5 separate regions of the Mus musculus genome follow, and all the other regions are linked to region 3. Evidence: chromatin contacts called from public HiChIP or PLAC-seq and promoter capture Hi-C data. All regions are on one chromosome and are shown on one strand. The core of a region is the stretch at or near the end of the contact, and the rest is flanking DNA. Distances in the headings are between cores, read along the strand shown. Region 1 has its middle 24 kb from the start of Gm34952. Region 2 has its middle 14 kb from the start of Gm34952. Region 3 holds the start of 4921513I03Rik (RIKEN cDNA 4921513I03 gene). Region 4 holds the start of 4930471E19Rik (a long non-coding RNA gene). Region 5 has its middle 46 kb from the start of 4930471E19Rik.

Region 1 (2,700 bases), core at 155-2,654, 210 kb after region 3:
CTCTCTCCAGACCCAAAGTCTGGACTAGGTGAAACCAGCCAGCTCCATGCCTGGCTCAGGTCGAACCACAAAGTCACGCCTAACGTAGATTTGCCCATTGGCTGCAGGCCGGGCGCCCCTCAGTCTGAGGGGGGCGGAGTCTGGAGGGGGTGGAGTCTATCGGCAACTGGGCCACTGCTCCCACCCTTCTAGGGGACCCTTGTTTGGCGGTTTCTTTTTCCTCTTTGGGAAAAAGTTACCAACTTCATTGGCGTCGCTGCTCTGCAACTAGTCCCTCCAACCCCGCTCCCGGAGGCTGAGCTCAGATGCTCCGCAGACGCCGCCCAGCGGTCCAGGCCAGGGGCCCCGTGCCTCTGTCGGGGTCGCCTTTTCTCTGCTTGCACCCACGGCTACACCGATCTGCACAGCAGCATGGAGCCCGCACGCTGCCGGGTCCCCTCTCCTGACGTACACCTACCCCACCCCCTAACCAGTAGGACACTCTCCATCCTACTCCGGGTCCTCTTACGTACACCACCTTCACTCTCACCGAGGCTACCTAGAGTCACAGCCTCCTCCCTCCCGGTGGTGGCCGCCTTCTGTGCGTTCCCTAGGGTTCGTCATGCGCTAAATCTCCTGGCTCACATTTAGGGATCATATCCCCGCGCGCGCATTTTCCGAGATCACCCACGTGCTCTCATTCTCATTCTGCCCCAGCAACGGCCCGCATTGCGCGGTGGCCCCTCGAGCCGCGGATCGTGGGAACCAGGCTGGGCCCCTTCGTCCCTGTCCCTCCTAGGTCATCCATCTCCCACCCAGTCTGCTGCCGAGACTTCAAAGGCGCCCCTGCCGGCGCGGGCCCCCTGACCCCGTGCGCAGAGCAGACGGCTGGGGCGCTCGGCGCGGAGGGAGGCCAGTTGGCTCATCCAGACACGCTCGGTCCTGCAAGTGGCTGCGTGGGTACCGAAACGGCCTTGGGTCTAGCCGTACAATAGCCTCTGACAAGGCCGTACCACGCTCGGGCCACCTAGGGTTGTCCCCCACCCCCATTCCCAACCCTCCGCCAGCAAGGTCCTTGATTCGTTTCTTCCGGAAGGAAATCTGGATCAGGACTGACTCCTTTCCAAGCAGAATAAGAAAAATCGTTCCCAGCGCTTGCTCCCCCTCCTAAAAATAAAATAAAATCAAATCAAAATAAAAATAAATAAGAGTCTCCCCTGACACTTAAGCAGCACTTCCTTCTTTCTTCCCTCCGTCCCATTCGGACACCCCTAATTGACAGACTCTAATCCCCGGATCGGAACTACTTCTGCCGGGAAGATTTGGCCGGCTTTTCCTTTTCTCTCAGCATTCCTGAAAAGCCAATTCGTTCTGAGCTGCGTTGATGGAGGGCAGGGGGGAGGAGGGTTACTTCCAACTTCTGGCACCACCTGGGTGGTCGCCATAACCCAGCGGTTCCCTGTCAGCTGTGTATTCTCCTCCACTCTATAAAGGCGGCTTTGCGGGAATCGTTAAGGCTCTTCGCCATCGATCTGCGGGGTACATGTATTGATTTATACTTATAATCAACTACAGTGTGAGATTTCGGGGAGGGTGATGGTGTGTTCCCGGTGCATAACTAACTGTGGCTGTGTGTTTGGAGATGTTGAGTTCAAGCGAAACAGCTTTTTGCATGAGGCTCTCTAAACATTCTTTTTCACACACTTAAAAATATTAAGGCTGTGCTCCACAGTTCAGCATTTTGATTGGCTGTGGTTTTCTGTAGGTAAAACACTCCAAGAAAAGATGGGGGAGGGGGGGTTACGGGGAGGGGGCGTGTCTCAGCATAACTTCGAGTCCTTTAAAAGGAATAGGTTAAACTTAGTCGGCAGCACTAAGATACATATTATACATACAAGGGAGAACACAGAAGCCCTGAGACTGCCACTAAACAACTCAGGCTCACAGCTTTCTCCACCCTAACAATGTTTCCTCACTCTGAGGAATCATTGGTGATCTTCTGGTATGAAAGTCTGAGCTGTGAGCAAGAGAGCAAACTGGACAGGAATTGCTCAAAGGTGGAAGACATCAACTGCTCTGCCTTACACAGGATTTGTCGTCCAGTGGTGCCTGGGCCTTACGGTACCAATGTGGATGGGGGTACGCAGACCCTACCTGGAGGTAATTAGGTCTTTGGGACACCAGTCTCAAAACCTGCTAGGTTAAGGTGGTTCTTGTGGAACCCTGGTTAGTTCTGACGAGATGAGTTGTGGTCCTGATCTTGTCTAGCTTCCTATGTCATCATATAACTGCTCCCTCTCCCACGTGCGTTTCCTTTCAGCCGTCCATGAGGTGACGAGCTTAAGGCTCCTCAGAGCCCAAACCAAAGAAGTTGCCTGATCTTGGGATTTCAGTTTTCATAACTTTTAGTCAAATAACCCTTATTTCTCTATAAAATACCCAGCCTGGGGTATTTTGTTGTGTTGTTGTTGTTGCAGCAAAAGAGAAAAGACTAACTTAGGATCATCCCAGCTGGACATGGTGCTATGTGCCTTTCATCCCAGCCACTAGGAGCCAGAGTCAGGCAGATCATGAGTTTAAGGCTAGTTTGGGTTACATATTGAGTTCCAGAACAAAACTAGAGAGACCCTGTCTAAAACAAACAAACAAACAAACAAACAAACAAACAAACAAACAGAAAACCCAAAACAAAACAAAAAAACAAACAAAAAACCAAAATAA
Region 2 (2,700 bases), core at 176-2,675, 250 kb after region 3:
CAGAATCCCTGCCAAGGCGTTAAATCCTGCATATGGGATGAACAACTAAGGAGTCAGCTACAGGGTGCACTATCTAGATGATCCCCCACGATCAAGGATGGTCTAGTCTTCCAGTAATAGTAGCCTTGAGCTGCCCTGAGTCAGAATGAGCCGGATAAACTGTTAAATGTAGGAAAAACGTGGATAGAAATAGATAATGCAGAACGGAAAAGGTTTATCTTTATAATCCACTCTAGAACTGGATGGTATATTCCCAAAAGATGTCTGTTAACACTGCAGTCCTTTCTAGAATCTTGGTTTTGTCCCTTCCCTTCCCTCCCCTCCCCTCCCCTCCCCTCCCCTCCCCTCCCAGGTGTGATGGACTGACACTTTTAATCCCAGCCTTAGAAGGCAGAGGCAGATGATTCTCTCTGAGTTCCAGGCACTATAAACTAAAACTTTGAAAACCAAACAGTCTGTCCAAAAACATAATTAAAAAAAAAAAAAAAACCAAAAAACCTGTCAAACAATATTTGTTGTATCAATTACAAACAAATTGTACTTAGAATTAGAAGAAAGTCTCGAATTTTACAAAGTTCAACAAGCCACACAGGCTGACTGATCTAAATGTCCTGTCTAACATCTTTGTTCTACTAAAATGTCACTTTTTTTTCTTAGAAATAGTTGCCTTTCCTCTTCTTAGACAGATATTCCTATATGAATTTAGTCTCATCTACTCAAGAGACTGAAATCAGTCTGGAGTACAGAGTTTCAGGACAGTCAGGGCTACACAGAAATACCCTGTCACACACACAAAACAAAAACAACAACAAAACCCAAAAAATAAATTAATGAATAAATAAACCAACAAGTGAATACATAAATAAAAATATACTTCATGCCTTATCATTTCAGTTTATTTCATTGTGCCTTGTTAATTAATTTCTAGCAAACATAAATCAAAAATTAAGTATTTTAAGCCGGGCATGGTGGCGCACGCCTTTAATCCCAGCACTCGGGAGGCAGAGGCAGGCGGATTTCTGAGTTCGAGGCCAGCCCAGTCTACAAAGTGAGTTCCAGGACAGCCAGGGCTATACAGAGAAACCCTGTCTCGAAAAACCAAAAAAAAAAAAAAAAAAAAAAAAAAAAAAAAAAAAAAAAAGAATTAAGTATTTTTACGTAAAATAAAGGATTTGAGAATTTCTCAGGGACAGATCTTTCTCTCTCTCAAAAAAATTTACAGTAAAGATTTTGTTTTATCCGGGCAGATGTGACTCTCAAGGAGCCAAAGTGCCTGGCCACTAGTCAGCATAGCCACTAGTCAGCATAGCCACTAGTCAGCATAGCCACTAGTCCGCATAGCCACTAGTCCGCATCGTCTGCAGAACTGTTTCTCGGAGGCTGGTTTTGTCTGTAAGCAGCCTCTGCTGAAGATCCATGCACTTAGGATTGTGTCTGCATAACTACCGCTCCCTAGACGTTTCCATCATCTTTGCTTACTTTGCATGGGAGGGAGCCTCTGAAACCCAGTCCTCACAAAGACGTTTCTAGAAAGCACTGGCTCTCCACCAATTAAGGAAAATCAGATACCTTTTGCTCTCTGTGGGTTCAGGGACGAACTGACTAGAGACATAGCCTCCTTAAAGAACTCGTCTCTTTCTTCCAAGTGAATCTCTAGACCACCAAGCGCACTAATTTTCAAGTATAAGAGCCAAACGCACTGCAAAACCCAATGACCAGACATTCCCCTTTCACCAGCTGTTTCCCATTACCCTAACCTGTGATCTTCCCTAAATAGTTTGAATAATCGAGTAGACCTAATTGACAATTAAGGCCTGCGATTTCTTTATCGTTTGGGTAACTTTATGGACTTACCACTTGTCAGTTTCACAACCAAACTCATGGCTGCATTATAAATCTAGATTATTTACTGCCCAGTGCATCAGGATTATACGGGACCTCGGCTGAAAGGAACAGAAACAGAGCTAAGCATGGCGTTAGATGCTTGCCCTCGCCATCATTTCCCTTAGCCTTAAATCAGTTCCATGGGAGAGGAGGTGCATCTAGCTAGTTCACAGAAGTATGCGACAAGTGGTAATTTATATAAGAGATTAGAGTTGAAAGTAGATTTGTCTTGAGATCAAAATCACAAATAACTACAGCGATCATTATTTTATCCCTCTCCCCATAATTTTAGGCCTGTTGCATTTAGAAAAAAAAAGAAAGAAAGAAAGAAAGAAAGAAAGAAAGAAAGAAAGAAAGAAAGAAAGAAAGAAAGAAAGAAGGTGGGTTTACGGGCTGTTCTTTAATCAATGGCATCGTTATCCGTTACAGCAGATTTTATTCTGAAGACTTGCAATTTCCTTAAAAGATTCTATCGACTTTCCTGTTGCCCCTTGAAGCAAGCCAGGTCTATCGACTCCGCAATCGGCTCTGATAATTAGAGAAACAACGCAGGTCCAGAGGGAGCATTTCCTAGTGATTATATCATAGATACATAATAATATCTTTCTAAGCTAAGCAGGAAAACATTCTCAGAAGCATATTGTTCGGGTCAGTGACTTTAAAGGAATTCCATAGGATGAATAGCCCCTCTGTCAGAATAAAAGCTGTGGTGTAAATTCCATTATGACTCTCTTCTCTCAGTCACTTGGAACCTTCTCAAAAAGTCTCTTTCCAAGTGTCCCTGGTGGCTGCTTCTCAAATGTGATTTTTTTTTAA
Region 3 (2,700 bases), core at 39-2,538:
CACTCAGTGAGCTGCCATCCATGATGGGGTGCACTTTTCTGTGATGTGCCTGCCTTTGAGTCAACCCTGCTCCTGTGAGTAACCCCTCGCCCATCCTCCTGTTAGCAGCCCCGATAAAGACTAACCGACAGAGCTAGTCAGACTCTTGTGCAGTGTGCTCTGGTCTTCGAGATATAAGCTCTTAGAGTGAAAATAAAATCCTAGTATTGATCATAGTCTGGCTTGCCTAATGTGATGGCCATGACTCACACAACCGCCATACCTCACGTGAAGTCCGGCTCCATCTCAGCCAATGTGGAGCAGTGGTGGAGCACAGTGGCAGATTGACAGCTGCCAATAACGGCAGCTCGTCTCAGTACCACACAATACCACCATCCTTTTCACTCTGAGAACAAACCAACTAGACCGAAGGCCAGTGAAGTGGAAAAGACAGATACGACTCTTATCTGGGAAACCCGTGGGAACAGTAAGAGCGGGGCTTCCCGATCCTGTATTTGTTTTATGGTGTTTAGAGGAAAGTGGGAATTTCCATCCTGCTGAACCTACAGAGTTATCCTGAAATAACATTCTTTGCTCGTTGTAAGGAGATGATGGTACTTAAGTTTGTCTGATTCTGTTTTTTTTTTCACGAAGAGATTTAAAACCTTGGAGAAGAGTGAAGGGCGGATCTACTCAAAGGATTCTGGCAGAGGGCCTGAGAGATGCCTCAGCAGTTCAGAGAACTTGCTGTTCCCCCGGAGGTTCTGAGTTCTGTGCGACCACTCCTAACTCCAGCTCCAAGAGATATGCGCCCCCTCCTGACCTCTGCAGGTAACAGCACATACACACAGACACACACACACACAGACACACACACACACACACACACACACACACACACACACACACACACACAGCAGGCACGAGTGCACCTATCCTGTAAGCCATCATAATGGATTACCTCTGTAATATACGTTCTATTGGATCTGTTCCTCTAGAGAACCCTGAGTGATATGCCCCTCGAATGCCCCTCAAAGTCTCAGGTTTTGAGTCTGGCAGTTTTGTTGAGAAGTAGATGGATAAGAAGGATACCAACCACACCAACAGACCATTCTACTGATGACTTCATCATTGAGTGTGTTTTTGGGAGGTATGACCTAACTGGAAGTGGCGGGTTGGGAGGGTACCTTTGAATGGCTTACCTTGCCCGAATTCACATGCTGTTACCCAGCTGCAGTGAGATCAGAAGCCCTGCTCCACCCCGACTGCTTTCCTCCACATTGTTCTCTATTGTTTTTCCAGCAGCTGTGACCAAATGCGAGAGAAGGAGGTTTTCTTTTGGATCATGGTTTGCGAGTATAGTTTGTCACAATCATGAAAGCATCGCGATGGGAGTGGCTATCAGGCATGGCAGTGGGAGTGGCTATCAGGCATAGCAGTGGGCGTGGCTCACAGGCATGGTAGTGGGAGTGGCTAGCAGGCGTGGCAGCAGAAGCATGAGGCTGCTGATTCACATCTCAGCGGACCAGGAAAAGGAGAGGAGGGAATGACGGAGCTCAGAGGCTTTCTCCTCTCCCGTTTTTTTTATCCAGCCAAGTCCTCTTTTTATCCAGCCAAGTCCGCAGTGCATGGGAAGGTCTCTACTATGTTCAGGAAAGGTCTTACCCTCTTAGTCATTCCTCTCTAGAAAAAGGCTCACAGATAAGTTCAGAGGTAAGGTGTGACTCACTAATGCCTTGGTGGTTTCTTAATCCAATAAAGTTGTTGATCAGAGTTAGACCATCACATAGTCTGCATCACTATAATTCACAGACAAGGGAACCAGGTGACCATAGGACTGAAATAACTAAACTATGAGCTCAAAGGAAACTGTTCTTTAAAGTTTTTCTCCGATAGTCTTTGAGTTTTTGTAGTACCTACAACTAATGTACAGCTATCAATGTATAGATATGTTTCTCCTGTGAGCTGATACTCTTATCCTGTTCGCTATTATAGGATGGAGCTGGAGCCTTCAGCAGATGCTGAGGGAAGGTTTGAGGCTGATCCTGGGTGCAGAATTGTGCCCAGTTCTTCCCACCTGATTGTTCATCTACTGCAAACTGGGGCTCGTTTTTCCCTTTGGAAAAATAATCACATTTTGCTGCATTGGAAAGCATGGCTAAGATTGATTCCTGCAGTAATTTAACAGAACCTGAAGCTTTATAGACCTTCTGTCTACAGGACTTCTGACTACACAGAACGTGTCTTTAGGATGTGCCCTTCTTTTCCCTGTTCTGATAGAACTGACTGTGCAAACTAAGGCAGCTTTCAGATGCTATTCCACTCACTGGCAGTGCCATTTGTGCCTCTGAACAGCAACAGGCTGAGGTCTTCCAAAAAACTAGGGAAGAGTGGTAGATCCAGAGGTCTGAGCCTCTCGATTCCTGGGGTGGACACGTTAGGGTGTCTATTGTGAAAGACCGGGGGGAGTGAAGATATGCTCAGGAGATCCCATGGGCTTTGAAGACCTTTGGCATGGCTCTCCATTCATAAAAAGCTGCTTCATTCAGAGCTGTGGCTTCAGAAGTCTGGATGCAGTCAGTTCCTGGCTGGCTGGGAACAAGGAGTTAACTTGAGGCTGGTTCTTCCTGCATGGGTCCAGCCAGCAGCTGTTCATCATAAGCAGGGTCCTTTCATCCTGACAGCTTTCTTTCCACTCAGGGGGAGTTGCCCTGGGAGTAC
Region 4 (2,700 bases), core at 112-2,611, 130 kb after region 3:
TCTGGCAGCTGTTGGCCCTGCCAGGACTCCTGGGAGGTACTGTTCTCCACTTCCAAGCTGCCTGGCTCAGAGAGAGTGGTGGGGCAAGGGAACGGGGACGGGGACTGGAGCACAACTATCCTGAAAAATCACAAATCCTATATTCATTGAAGGGAGAGAGGCCTCTGGGTGAATGGGTGCAGGCCAGAGGAGGACATGGAGTCAGGGGTGCTGAGAGCACAGGCAGCCCCCCACCCTCCCTTCCCCCGTGCTTGTGAGCACAAATCATCAGGAGAGGTTGTAAATGCAGCCACGGAAGGGGTTTAAGCCATGGGAGACATTATCTTCTTTAGATTTAAAAAGTTACTCTGGTTGTAGAAAGGATGGATGGCTATACATTTTGCTGGGTCTTCTCATTAAAAAATCATGTATTCCAGGCCCTTGGAACAGAAAGCACCTTTGAGATCAGTTAGCCCAAACCATCCCCTTTCAAAGATAAGCAAACTAAGATGTAAGAAAATTTATGATTTGCACAGGGTCATATAGCTAATAACCGTGTGCAGCTTTTAAACTTGGAGTGGGGAGGTGACAAATGACACTTTTAAGAAATCTTTCCAGGCTCTGTTTCCCTTGGCCAGCCGTGGTGTCTCCCTCTGTTCAACTCTCATCTCACCTTCTTCGTCTCTGTTACACTAGTCATTCATTTGTTACCTTGACCGCAGTGCCTTTGATTCCTGCCTCTTGGGAGAGACGGCAAAAGCAATCTCAGGGTGCAGGAAGCATGGCTTCTGATATATCTGTGACCGGCAAAGTGGTGCACCCGTGTTGTTAAGTGAATGGGTGGGTGGATTCTCTCTCCTTATGCTATAAATTAAGTATTCAGTGCCTGAATATGCGTGTCTAGATTTAACTGCTATAATTAAGGAGCTCAACGGTGCTGTCCAGAAAATCAGCCAGACTGGCTGTGGGGTAATTATTATTACATTGCTGGATTCATCGCAGGCACATTTGGCACCCGCACCTAGACACCCGGGCCCGTGTTGAGAACTTGGCTGGAGATGAGGCTATGCACTGTGTTTTGGCTCCCGGTGAAGAAACAAGCTGCAGACCACAGGTCAGTGGTGATCTAAGTCTGTGCCAGGCCTTCAGCACACAGAAGACAAACATGACTCACTGTGTCTGGGATCTCCCCTGCTCACAGACCTTGGTTTGAGGTCTGACGAGGTCTGGAAGAGACTCAGGGGCAGTGCCTAACTCGGAAGGGTACAGATTGTTTTCGCTGCGAGGTGACACACATCAGCGTTGCGAAACAGTGGAAAACTGGCAGGAGAAGATTCGAGCAGCCCTGATGCCTCTGCTCAGATGTCGCTCTCCTCCTGCCTCTCACTCTGGGCTCCATCATTACAGGGAAGCCACTGTGCTTCGTCTGCCCCAGCTGCCAGGCTGTAATGGTTATCTACCGCTGTGAAGTCGGATGTCCACAGTTACTGGCTTTGTGCCACCTCGGTGTATTGTTTGGTCATGGTTCCGTTATCTGGGTGGGGTCCTGCAGGACACTCCTCCAATGTCCTTGTCTTTACCCAGAGCTTCCTCTGAGGCCGACTTCTAGCTAAGACACGGTGGCTTTACTTAGCAGTATGTCACCACATCTGGGACAGCTGACGCTATTGTGACTGGCAGGTCTCCCCCAACCCCTATCTGTTTCTCCACCTGGGCTCTCACACATCATCACATAGCTAGCTATTCAAGGGTCCTAAGAGGAGAAAAACAAAAGTATCCTGCCTCTTAGAGCACCTTTCTAGAACATCCACAATGTCACACTGGCTATAGCCTATTAGTGACACTAAACAGGTACCAGCCTAACTCTAGGGATACAGGAAATCAAGTCCGCATCTTCCTCTAAGGAATGGCAGAGTTTCTGGCCTTTTCCAGTCTCCTCAATTAGCCATGACACTCCTGAGTCTTCACTGAATGTCCCTTACTTCAGAAAAGCCAGGAATCTGGGGCCTGTGCCAGCTGCCTCAACTCCGACATAAGTTCTTCTCCTGTGTTTTTTCTTCAACTTCATGATTGTTTGTGGGCTCGGCTGCTCCCTGGTTTAACGACCACGTGACTTCTACTAGCATAAAAGTCTGTGATGTGCAGGAAAGAGTCAACTGGTGGGGCAGAGGGAGACTTCTCTCAAGGTTGCTGCTATTCTTGCAAAAGCAACATGCAAGCCTTGGCTGATACCTGGGAAAACTGGGCCTGGGGGGGCGGGGCAGGGGATCAGGGTCTAGAGAAACAGATCCAGTAGGATGAGCATATATGCAGAAAGATACATATCTATATCTTTTGATCTATCTATCTACACACATGTATGTATGTATGTATGTATGTATGTATGTATGTATGTATATGACACCAACTAACAGGATTGCAAATCACCAACAGTGATTCCGAAATGTACAGAGTAGTTTGGTGAGCTTTAGACTCAGGAGAGAAGCCCCGCAGTTCCAGCCCTTGGGCTGGCAGGGTGAACTGACCTTACTTAAGTCCAGGAGCAGTCTTGCTCAGGGAGGTGGCCTGGGCTTGGTCTCTGGCTCACTGGGTAGGGCTCATCTGTATTATTTCTAGCCACAAAAAAAAAAAAAAAAAAAAAATCCACTGGTGTGAAAGTTTATCTCTTTCTAACCCACTGGTGTGAATGTTTATCTCTTTCTAACTCACTGGTGTGAATGT
Region 5 (2,700 bases), core at 62-2,561, 180 kb after region 3:
TAATAACATTTGAGATAGAATATAGACAAGTCTATGTTTTTCTTTGGTATTTTTGTTTTGTATCTTCTCAGAATATTAAAGTTTCTTTTAGATCAGAGGTTTTCAATCTGTAGGTCACGAGCCCTTTGGGATCCAATGACCTTTTCTCGGGAGTCACATGTCAGATAGCCTTCACATCAGCTATTTACATTCCGTTTCACAACAGCATCAAAATGACACTCATGGGGTAGTAACGAAAATAATTTTATGGTTGAGGGGTCAGGATAACATGAGGAGCTGTGTTAAAGGGCATTAGGAAGGTTGCCAACCACTGCTTTAGAACGACTTAACTGTCAAAATAACCACCGTTTACAAACAAAACATAGTAGCTAGATGATGAAATATCTTTCTTTCCTGAGTATGAACAAGATTATATTGAAAACTATAATTTAACTCTGACATATTAAATCATATTAAATATAGAGACATAGATGTGAAAGGCTCTAAGCCCCCAGACAATGATGGAGAAGGAGTTCACATCCATCTTTTTAAAATAATAATGATTCATGTAAAGCTCTTAGATGTAGTTTACAACATCTAAATTTCCATAGACTGGGTTCCTTCCTATAAGACACAGTTAAATATGCTGTCCCCCTCTCTGCGACTCTCTAATGCAATTAATTGTAGGTCCATCTAGCACAGTGGCTCTCAACCTTCCTAATGCTGTGACCCTTTAAAACAGTTCCTCACGTTGTGCTGACCCTCAACCATAAAATTATTTTTGTTGCTACTTCAGATCTTGCTATTTTTATGAATTGTAATCTAAATATCTGATATGCAGGCTATCTGGTATGCAGCCCTCAGAGGGGTCACAACCCACAGGTTGAGAAATACTGCTCTAGCGGCTTGTTTGGAAGGATCTGGCCGGACACCACCTCAAGTACACGTCAGAGCTTAGAATCCCACAACACCGCAATATTGTTTCCCATGGGTTTAAAGGCCAATAGTCTGACCTCTGTGACCTCTCTCTTGGTCTATTAGATGAGAGTAATGATTGTAATATCAACTCACTGGGTAGACTGGGAAGTGCTTTATAAACTGGCCAGTCAGTTTGCCAAAAAAAAAAAAAAAAAAAAAAAAAAAAAAAAAAAAAGATACTCATTTCTGTACTAGCCCAGTGTAAACTCACTGTGAGGGATATTTGCCCCAGTAAAGAAGGCAACAACAGCATGTACAAGCACACTGAGAAACGCAAGTCCAGTTACACAGTTGTGATTTATTGGGTCTATGGAGACGCAAGCAGTGAGGTCCAGGGCCTAGGGTGATAAATGACTTCTCCCCAGCCTGAGGCATGGTGCTTAGATCAGCACCCTGTGTGCCTGCTTGCTGAGTTGTAGTTAAGGGAAAGGAAAACACAGTACATTTCCAAAATAGCAAGGATAGCTTTAATTTATCCAACCTGGTTAGGGTCTTTTTTTCTTCTTCTTCTTCTTCTTCTTCTTCTTTTCTTAAACCATCTTTCCAATCATGGTTTTTATTAAGTATACAAGGCTTTCTCGTTCCTGTGGGTTAACCTAGCTTTCCGCTTGTGTGGAGGGACATGGGAGACAGTGAGAATGGGCCCATGTGGTGTAAAAACAATGTTTTGCTAGTTATCACCCAGGTGAAACAGACCTTAGTAGCTATTGTACTTGGGTCATAGCATCATGGGTCTTGTCTAACGCTGTCTGGCCATCAGGAAGCCTCACTATGGGAAACCTCATCTTTGCCTGGCTAACATCTCCAGAGACTAAAAATACCTTTTCTAAGTCTAACACACGAGCAAACCAACAAAGAGACCACAGAATGTTTTTCCAGCAAGCATGGCTTCCCAGATTTTTTTTTTTTAACTTTTCATTTTAAAAGCATTTCTGTTTCTTTGCATTCTCTCTGTCTCTCTCTCTCTGTCTCTTTGACTCTCTCTCTCTCTCTCTCTCTCTCTCTCTCTCTCTCTCTCTCTCTCTCTCACACACACACACACACACACACACACACACATTGAAATAATGATGTCTTCTAGGTTTTATAAATGGGTTCCTGGGCTGGCGAGATGACTCAGTGGTTAAGAGCACCGACTGCTCTTCCGAAGGTCCCGAGTTCAAATCCCAGCAACCACGTGGTGGCTCACAACCATGCGCAACAAAATCTGATGCCCTCTCCTTGAGTGTCTGAAGACAGCTACAGTGTACTTACATATAATAAATAAATAAATCTTAAAAAAAAAGAAAAAAATATTTAAAAAAATAAATAAATAAAAAATAAATGGGTTCCTTACTGCATCTTGCCTGAAAAGAGTGTTCAGCACAAGTCCTATTGTGCTGCTTGTGAAGTGTAAGGTTTCCTTAACATAAAATGAGATTTGTTGTTGTTGTTGTTGTTTATACTGAAACACCCTGACATCACACCCCTTTCTTTAAGCAGTGATATGATTGCTCTGTTGAAAAATAAGGCGATATTGAAGTTTAGGATAACTCTCGCTCAAATAAAATCAATCCTAGTGATAGGTTTAGAAACAAAGGAATCTTACATGTCTGCTTCTGCTTTCTTTGTGTTCTTGGAGGGGAAACTTCGGGAGCAGTGTGCATGAAGAGGGGATTGTTTTTGTGGAGACAAGTCTGGTATTTCAGGAAAATAAGAAAGTAATAACAGATGTAAAGTCAAGGTGAGAAACAGCGCACCCTT

The links. Promoter capture Hi-C pulls out the DNA fragments that hold promoters and counts their contacts. HiChIP or PLAC-seq counts read pairs in DNA pulled down with a chosen protein or histone mark.
Region 1: a promoter capture Hi-C map of cranial neural crest shows a contact between it and region 3. The contact joins the enhancer-like site here to the promoter of 4921513I03Rik in region 3. A contact is called at or near these places in 4 of 39 promoter capture datasets (the HPC-7 cell line, HPC-7-derived erythroid cells, cranial neural crest and 1 more) and 1 of 9 other capture datasets (embryonic stem cells).
Region 2: a contact with region 3 is called in a promoter capture Hi-C map of cranial neural crest. The contact joins the enhancer-like site here to the promoter of 4921513I03Rik in region 3. A contact is called at or near these places in 4 of 39 promoter capture datasets (3T3-L1-derived adipocytes, the HPC-7 cell line, cranial neural crest and 1 more) and 1 of 484 Hi-C or Micro-C datasets (nephron progenitors).
Region 4: a contact with region 3 is called in an H3K27ac HiChIP or PLAC-seq map of extraembryonic endoderm stem cells. The contact joins the promoter of 4930471E19Rik here to the promoter of 4921513I03Rik in region 3. A contact is called at or near these places in 2 of 39 promoter capture datasets (3T3-L1-derived adipocytes and cranial neural crest), 1 of 484 Hi-C or Micro-C datasets (differentiating embryonic stem cells) and 1 of 115 datasets of contacts at active chromatin or transcription factors (extraembryonic endoderm stem cells).
Region 5: a promoter capture Hi-C map of epiblast stem cells shows a contact between it and region 3, with 2.3 times the contacts expected there. The contact joins the enhancer-like site here to the promoter of 4921513I03Rik in region 3. A contact is called at or near these places in 8 of 39 promoter capture datasets (the 3T3-L1 cell line, 3T3-L1-derived adipocytes, the HPC-7 cell line and 5 more) and 1 of 9 other capture datasets (embryonic stem cells).

The regions. Positions count from the first base shown.
Region 1 is chr10:120,550,740-120,553,439 of GRCm38.p6, reverse strand. No RefSeq gene overlaps it. Among named protein-coding and RNA genes, the nearest start is that of Gm34952, 24 kb to the right of the region's middle. RefSeq lists an enhancer at 1-1,482. Within about 2 kb of position 1,404, at least 93 of the 459 cell types and tissues checked have an H3K27ac peak or open chromatin away from gene starts, as enhancers often do. A contact at or near this core is called in embryonic stem cells, where this site is marked.
Region 2 is chr10:120,513,061-120,515,760 of GRCm38.p6, reverse strand. No RefSeq gene overlaps it. Among named protein-coding and RNA genes, the nearest start is that of Gm34952, 14 kb to the left of the region's middle. Within about 2 kb of position 1,425, at least 1 of the 459 cell types and tissues checked has an H3K27ac peak or open chromatin away from gene starts, as enhancers often do.
Region 3 is chr10:120,764,320-120,767,019 of GRCm38.p6, reverse strand. It overlaps 4921513I03Rik (RIKEN cDNA 4921513I03 gene), which reads right to left and starts at 1,288. Exons shown (of 3, transcript NR_038000.1): 1 at 1,182-1,288.
Region 4 is chr10:120,634,768-120,637,467 of GRCm38.p6, reverse strand. 4930471E19Rik (a long non-coding RNA gene) reads left to right here and starts at 1,361. Exons shown (of 2, transcript XR_003948971.1): 1 at 1,361-2,700.
Region 5 is chr10:120,588,447-120,591,146 of GRCm38.p6, reverse strand. No RefSeq gene overlaps it. Among named protein-coding and RNA genes, the nearest start is that of 4930471E19Rik, 46 kb to the left of the region's middle. Within about 2 kb of position 1,311, at least 11 of the 459 cell types and tissues checked have an H3K27ac peak or open chromatin away from gene starts, as enhancers often do.